Regions from separate parts of the Zea mays genome. Here region 2 is linked to region 1. A link is a contact called in public Hi-C data. All regions are on one chromosome and are shown on one strand. The core of a region is the stretch at or near the end of the contact, and the rest is flanking DNA. Distances in the headings are between cores, read along the strand shown. Region 1 holds the start of LOC103636512 (aspartic proteinase PCS1). Region 2 holds the start of LOC100273745 (Histone H2B).

Region 1 (3,799 bases), core at 856-3,355:
CAAACATATGGGTAAAATTGTTGTGCAATCAAGATTCCCATACAATCGTCATACAATCAAACTACCAAAAGATCATAAACATTTTTTTAAAACAAATTATAGATGTACTTTATTAATATATCAAATTTCAAGTTTCCGTTAAAAGATATAAAAAAGAAAAAAATATCATTTTTATATTTTTATTGATAGAATTTTCTTTTTCATATCTCTTAAAATAGAAGGAATTAAAATTTTAAATTTGATATATTGGTGGATTAAATAATGAAGTTTATCTCTAGTTTTTTTATAATCCTTCCTAGCTTTTATTAGCTTGCTTGTGCGATGATTGCACAAGATTCTTGATTGCACGTCAGTTTTTTTGGATTAAAAAATATCGGGCACATCTTATACGTATAATGTACACCACAAGCTTAGTTGATCTTAGTGCATGCATGTTGATATTTACAGACAATATACAACAACACTACCTGTTCAGTAAAATAAAGAAGCACATTAGTACACTACACTTAATTTCCAGTTTACACTAGACACCGTACATGCCACATGAAAAAGGATAAACAAGTTCCAAACTTTAGAATCGTTTGGCAGGTTAAGGTTATATGGCAACTGGAGGAGCTAACCCCCGAGCCAGAGCACAGGCCGCGTCACAGCATGAGGCCGAGCCGCTCGCTGGCGACGTCGCACTTGACAGGCGCGAGCCCGACGCGGCCGCGCTCCAGGTCGTACTCGACCCACAGGTTCATCTGGTGGTGGTGCCCGATCACGTACGCCGTCAGGGGCACCATGTCCGCGTTCCCGAACGTCAGGCACCACACGCCGTCGGCTCCCCGGCGCTCTCCGGGGACCTTGTACAGCAGCCTGTCCCCCGCCACCGACATCTGCGCGCCATTGAACAGCAGGGTCACGGGCGGGAGCCTCGCCGACGGCGGCGGGCGCCCCTTGGGCACGCGGAAGCAGGTGTCGAACGCTTCTTGGAATGCGAAGCTGGGGTCCTCGAGCGCGGGGAGAAGGGGCTTCGTTTGTTTCAAGAACTCGGCTTTGACGGCGGAGTAGGCGTCCCCGAGGAGGAAGGTGAACTGCGTGCCGGAGTCCACCATCGTCTGCCCTGCGCCGGTGTGGTCCGGCGCGAGAACCGACGGCGGGATCGGCAGGGGCTTGCCGCCGACGCGGATGCCGAGGAGCTGGACGGAGTAGGCCACGCGGTCGAAGTAGGGGAGCGGCGGGGTGGGCTGGTACAGCGGCGTGTAGTTGAGCGGCAGGAAGGGGAGGTCGCTGTGGCCGAGCAGCAGCACGCCGGCGTCGTCCCGGTCGGAGATGCAGTACGAGAAGCGGCGCGTGCTGGCCTGGGTGACGAAGGAGAGCGCGCCCCTGTTCATCCCCAGCAGCCCGGCCGTGGCGACGGCGTCGGGCGAGGAGTCGTACGCGGCGGACATGCAGCCGAACGCGGACCGCAGCGGCGGCGCGTCGCCGACGGCGAAGACGTCGGTGGCGAGCGCGCCGTCGGAGGCGGACCCGTCCGCGTACGACAGCGACACGCGGCACCGGCGCGAGGCGGCGTCGCAGGACGGCGGCGCCGGCAGGTCCCGGGAGCTGCAGCGCGCGGAGCCGCAGGGCACGGCGGCGAACGTGGCCGAGGCCCTGGGGCGGAACGAGTCGGCAGCAGCGGCCGCGGCGCGCCCCGTCGCGCAGAGCAGCCAGGAGAGCTCGCTGCCCGTGTCGAGCACCATGGTGACGTTCTGCGGCGGCGTGCCGACGGCGAGCGAGACGGTGAGGCTGACGTTGTGGTGGAACCGCAGCTTGCTCGGCGGCCGCGGCAGCGCCCCCACCGGCACCTGCCGCGAGCGCAGCGGGAACGCGCGAGGCTTGGCCCCGCCCGGCTCGCCGGCGACAGACCACGGCCGCGGCGCGGCGACGAGCAGGATGAGGAGACAAGCGAGCAGCGCTGGCGGCATGGTGGTGATTGCGACCCTGCGGCCGGGGCCTATGCGCGCATGTGATGCGAGGATGGTGACGGGTTCTCGTGTTGGATCCGCGGGGTGGGGGTTCCGCTTCGGCCGGCTCGCGGTCGCGGTGGGTTTTATGGAGGTGGCGCGGGGTGCGCAGGAGCACTGCACAGTGGTCAGTGGAGGGGTGGTGATGGTGACGCGGAGAGACGGGATGGGATGGGGGGCGAGGGAGGGGGCAGCCGGAGCGAGACTACGAGAGACAGAGACGCGTCACGCGTCCCTGTCGCAGGGACGAAGCAGCCGCGTTCTTGTGCCTGTCGTCTTGTGGTTTCGGTACTGGCGAGCGCCAGCTGGGCTAGTCACGGATATTTTTGTAGCTTCCTAGGAGCTCTCTCGCATTTTTTGCTAAACATTTTTACCGCTCCACTCAGGTCGTAGGGGTGCAAACATCACGAGGAAAATCTACACGTGCGTGCCAGCACAACCATCTTGTAGTACAATCGCACGTACACTACATTTCCAATTCGGTTCCCCTGCGGCTGTTGGCAAAGCATTGGTGGCGATAATACTCTGTTGCGTATTGTTTGTGAGTGCGCGCACGCAGCGCAGTCCGCCAGTGTCCTTGTGACGCTGGGTGCTCGCTGGCTGTATTGTATCGTTTCGTTTGTACTCGAGACGAACCTACTCCGCTTAAACCCGACAAGTTCGACGCACTGATGACTGTTGACTGGTGGTCTTTCCGCACGGCCGGAACTTTGGCCAGTTTTGCGCCGAAAACAAGCGCCTTTCGCTAAAGCACTTGGACTAACGTACCCCGCCCCATGATTAGTTCGCGAGATAGGTACGTACGTATGTATTGTCCTGGCCTGGCCGAAAGAACACGAAAAGGTAGGGCCTTTGGCCGCCGGTGGCATCGGCGGCAACATGAAGGCTCTGAACTGAATTGACTGTGATCTTTCTTGTTATACCGTGATGTAGAAGTAAACCTAGAACAGTTCCAATCTCCACGAGTTGAAAACTTGCCCAGCCAATTGTCCAATCATCCCAATCTCCGTGGCAGTGGCAGTACGTCGATCCGTCGGAGTTATGTTCTCATCTACCTCCTCTCCGGCATGGGTCATGGGGTCCATGCATGGAAGCTAACAGTAGTACGCGCGTACAGGGTGCGGTGAATACGATGCCTGCCTTCCGTTCCAAGCACAAGCAGGGGAGGCAGCGCATTGAAGCTATAAGGTAATCACACCCCGGAAGCAACAAGTACCGCAGGTTAAAGGCGAGGCCGGCCCGTCAGCCCCCTTTTCGCCCCGGCTGCAAGCTATCATTCATTCGCCCACCCGTCAGCGCGACGCACACTGCCGGTTCCTTCCAGCTCGCCGTCGCGACAGACCCTCGCTGCGGCTCGAGTCGAGTTCAACAGCTCACGTACGGTCTCTCTCCGCCACGGCCTGGCGGCCAGGCAATGCTCGCCACGCGCCGGTGCCGGGCACTTTTGTTAGCTACAATAATAATCATGGCCCTCTTCACTAGTCAAGCGTGATTGTTACGAGTAGCCCCGCTGCCTGCTGCTGCACTACTCCTGACACTTCCATTATTTTAGTGGTCGGTGCGGTGCATGAACGTGTCTCATCGGTTAGCTCGGCCATATATAAATTTTAGAAGAAGAAGACAGGATAGGACACTGCAATGCGCAGAGCACGAGTTAAGAAGATTTCCTCCGCTGTCTGTCCTCTGTCATACACTTCGGTCAAAATTCAAAACCGCACATGCTAGGTGGGCACCGGGGTTATTAAGGCCTGTTCCAAACCTCTACACTCTAGAGATAATTATTAGTCAACTAATAATTTTTAGCTAGT
Region 2 (3,848 bases), core at 101-2,600, 140 kb after region 1:
AATCATAAGTTGACCAATGGTGGTTCCACAACGTAAAGATGTGGGTCTCGAGGCATTCCAAACTCAAAATGATTATTTTCTGAATCCCACGCTTTTTCTGTGTTTTCGAATCAATATTTGTAAATTTTGTATACCATTTGGTAGGAGGCTAAAATATGCGGTGACTACGGGCTGTTTGGTTCAGCTTTTTTCTGACCAGCTTTTCCGAAAATCTAGCTGTGGAGAGAATCTGACTGTGTAGAGAATCTGAGTATCATTAGGATTACGTGCGGAGGAAGATAAAGTTGTCCATTGGCTTAGGATCTATAAAATAACAGATTAATACTATTGCGACGACTCAACCGATTATATGTTTATGTTGATTTTGAATAGTTTTTAACCAAACAAATTTTATAGAAGCTGGCTGAAAAGCTAAGTATTTAGCAGTCCGCAGCAGCTTTTAGTGACCATAAGCTACCAAAAGCCGAAACAAACAGTGGCTACAGCTACGCCAACGCGGTCGCTTCAACAAGCGGTACTTTCATTGCACGATTTCATATGGCTTGGCGCTAGGGGTGGGCGTTCGGGTTACCCGAAAATTTCGGGTCGGGTAATTCGGGTTTTTAAAATTTCGGGTTTTGAGAATCGATACCCGAAATTACAACGGGTTTTGCAATACCCGAAATTTCGGGTACCCGAAATTTCGGGTTCGGGTTCGGGTATTCCCGAACTACCCGAACTATTGTGTTGGCTTCAAAAAAACATATACACCCTATTAAATTAATATAAAAATATAGTTTTAATAATGATATACATGTATATATAAAACACAAGCAATCTACAATCACAAGTTATGCACACATACACATAATTATAAATGTACAAATTAATAATTAAGCATGAAATGAGTACATGACACATGAAAGTTCGGGTAATTCGGGTATTTCGGGTACCCGATTGTGATACCCGAATTACCCGAACTAAATTCGGGTTTTGCAAGTTGCTACCCGAAATTCCCGAACAAAATTCGAGTTTCGGGTATTTCGGGTTCGGGTTCGGATATTCTGGGTTCGGGTTTCGGGTTACGGGTTTTTTGCCCAGCCCTACTTGGCGCCATGCCATCCCGTTCGCATTTTCGGCTCCCGCATCCTTCCGCAAGGAAACCAACCCAGGTCCGCGGCATCACGCGTCCCCACGCCGAATCGCCTCCGCGCGCTGAAATCCCAGCCGTCCCGCGCTTCCAACGCTTCAGATACCGACATCTCAGCGATCCGCGCCGCCACCCGTTCCACCAATCACGTCACGCCTCGCCTTTCTATAAAATCCCACCGCATCCCCATTCATAGCACATAGTCGAAAGCTACGAGCACTCGCCGCCACTCACCAGCAAATTCCCAAGCCGCCCCTTCCCCCATCTCTTTCGCGCCCCATTTGATCGATTCCTGATGGCGCCCAAGGCCGAGAAGAAGCCCGCGGAGAAGAAGCCGGCGGAGGAGAAGGCCGAGAAGAAGCCAAGGGCGGAGAAGCGCGTGCCGAGCAAGGAGGGCGGCGAGAAGAAGGGAAAGAAGAAGGCGAAGAAGAGCGTCGAGACGTACAAGATCTACATCTTCAAGGTGCTCAAGCAGGTGCACCCGGACATTGGCATCTCGTCCAAGGCCATGTCCATCATGAACTCCTTCATCAACGACATCTTCGAGAAGCTCGCCGCCGAGGCAGCCAAGCTCGCCCGCTACAACAAGAAGCCCACCATCACCTCCCGGGAGATCCAGACCTCGGTGCGCCTCGTCCTCCCCGGCGAGCTCGCCAAGCACGCCGTCTCCGAAGGGACCAAGGCGGTTACCAAGTTTACATCCTCTTAGGGTGCCGCCGCCGCCGCACGTTGCTAAATTTTCTCATATTTAGGACTGTGCTAGGTTGTTCGTGCAACAATGTAGAATTTGTTATAATTGCTGAATGAATCAGTTACCCCTGTTGAAGTTTTCTAATATATTAATCTTGCTAGTATAACTTGCTTCAAATCTTGATGGGGTTTCCATTCGTCGTTTAAAATTGCGACATGCACCAATCTTTTACCCGTCGAACCTACTTGTGAATTATGATTGCCTGGAGATAAATTGCCTTGTATCATATATTGCCCTCACGGTTTTATAAACTGATGACGGGTAAACAATGCCTATCACAAAAATGCTTGAGAAGGTACAGTTAATAAATCAGCTGTCATTGCTATGGAAAATCCGATCCCCTCATTTATGGCAATTTTTGCCTCGCGGCCAGTTTCATTTTAACCTGGACAAATTAGTACTCATGAACTTGTCGAGCGATATAAATCTGTGCTGTTTTATGTGTTTGGACGATTTATGGCTGCCTTCACCCGACGCCACTGTTGCATCAAGTTGATGTGTATATTATAGCCGAATGTGTTGTGAGTCGGTATTATCATGTGAACTGCCAAAAGTGTATCGATGGTTTTGGATGAAGTGTTTCAAAAGTGATCCTTGCTCCTGCAGAAGTTTAGAGATCATTGCAATGAGGTATTATCGCATATTTGCACTATACCATTGTTCAAGTGACACGAAAGAGGGGCTATTTGGTGCCAAATTCTAAGTAGCTGTGCCTTTCTGATGTGTTTTTTTTTCAATACTACTGCGAGATAGGATATTTTAGGTGGGATTGTTGATGGTTGATGAACTAGTATCCAAATCCTGCACAAATAACTTAAATTGCTTGGTGCCAAGTGATGAGTTTAGGTCTATGCCAAATAACTGTAGCAAAAATGTGAACAATACGAGCAATTCTAGGCTGAAGTCAAACGGCTGACTGTTTTGAAAAATGCACTTCATTTTTGTGCAGAAACTCAGCAGGAAACTTGTTCAGATAAGCGTTGGGCTGGTGTTCTTGCCTTTTCAACTTTTTTTATGTAAGAACATTCTGAAACGCCCCCGTCATTGTCTATCATCATTTTTGTGCCAGATATTGACATTTATTGCAGCACTGGATGGTATGCTCCTTCCCTTAGAATGTAGAAAATTTTTCTATGAAATTTCTGTATAAATCCTGTGAAATTCCTGCTTTTCCAAAGGAGGCCTAAAGATGCTTTTACTGGGGCTGGGACTTACGAAAAATAAGGCTATGGTTATGAACCGCTCTGGAGATTACAGGTTCACTTAATCACTTACATATACCAATATTTGGTCATTTGATACTGCTTATGCTCAAGTGCTCACACTTTGATACTTCAGGTCATGGCACTCTGCTAACTGAATTTTCTTTAGAACATAGGGAACTTCCAAAGGTCCCACCGTATTGTGCTACTATAACTTTTGTCTCTTCTGTATTATGGAGAACATCACTAGTTGCTATAGCACTTTACAACTTATGTATTGGGGATGATATGTTCATATATATTTTGATCTTAGAATAAATCCTAATATTTTAGAGGTGTTTGAATGCACTAAATCTAATAGTTAGTCGGCTAAAAAAATTGTTAGTGAAATTAGCTAACTATCAAATAGCTAACTAACTATTAGCTCATTTGCTAGAAGTAGTTAATAGCTGAACTATTAGCTAAACTGTTTGAATGTCTTCAACTACTTTTTAGCAGCTAACTATTAGCTCTAGTGCATTCAAACATCCCTTAATTCCTTGACATAGCTACTGGAAACTGTATGCCATTAATTTGCTCCTCTTTCCTTTATAAAAGGAAAAAATCGTTCTATTTCTGCATATTCCAAATAGTTTTATACTACAAACCTGAGAATTATTTAACTGCCCCTGCTCTGCTGATGTTGATTTATGTGTTCCCAGGTATAGCTGATGTTGTTGGGAAACACCTAGGTAAAGAAAGGCTTCCATACAATCCCAACAAATCA

What was found. Hi-C and Micro-C count contacts between places; a contact is called where the count stands out from the background.
Region 2: a Hi-C map of leaf shows a contact between it and region 1, with 5 times the contacts expected there. The contact joins the promoter of LOC100273745 here to the promoter of LOC103636512 in region 1. A contact is called at or near these places in 2 of 25 Hi-C or Micro-C datasets (both in leaf).

What each region holds. Positions count from the first base shown.
Region 1 is chr8:175,406,585-175,410,383 of Zm-B73-REFERENCE-NAM-5.0, forward strand. It overlaps LOC103636512 (aspartic proteinase PCS1), which reads right to left and starts at 2,106. Exons shown (of 1, transcript XM_008658854.4): 1 at 399-2,106. The coding sequence starts at 1,952. The coding sequence ends at 645.
Region 2 is chr8:175,546,252-175,550,099 of Zm-B73-REFERENCE-NAM-5.0, forward strand. It overlaps LOC100273745 (Histone H2B), which reads left to right and starts at 1,351. Exons shown (of 1, transcript NM_001148154.1): 1 at 1,351-1,962. The coding sequence starts at 1,425. The coding sequence ends at 1,838.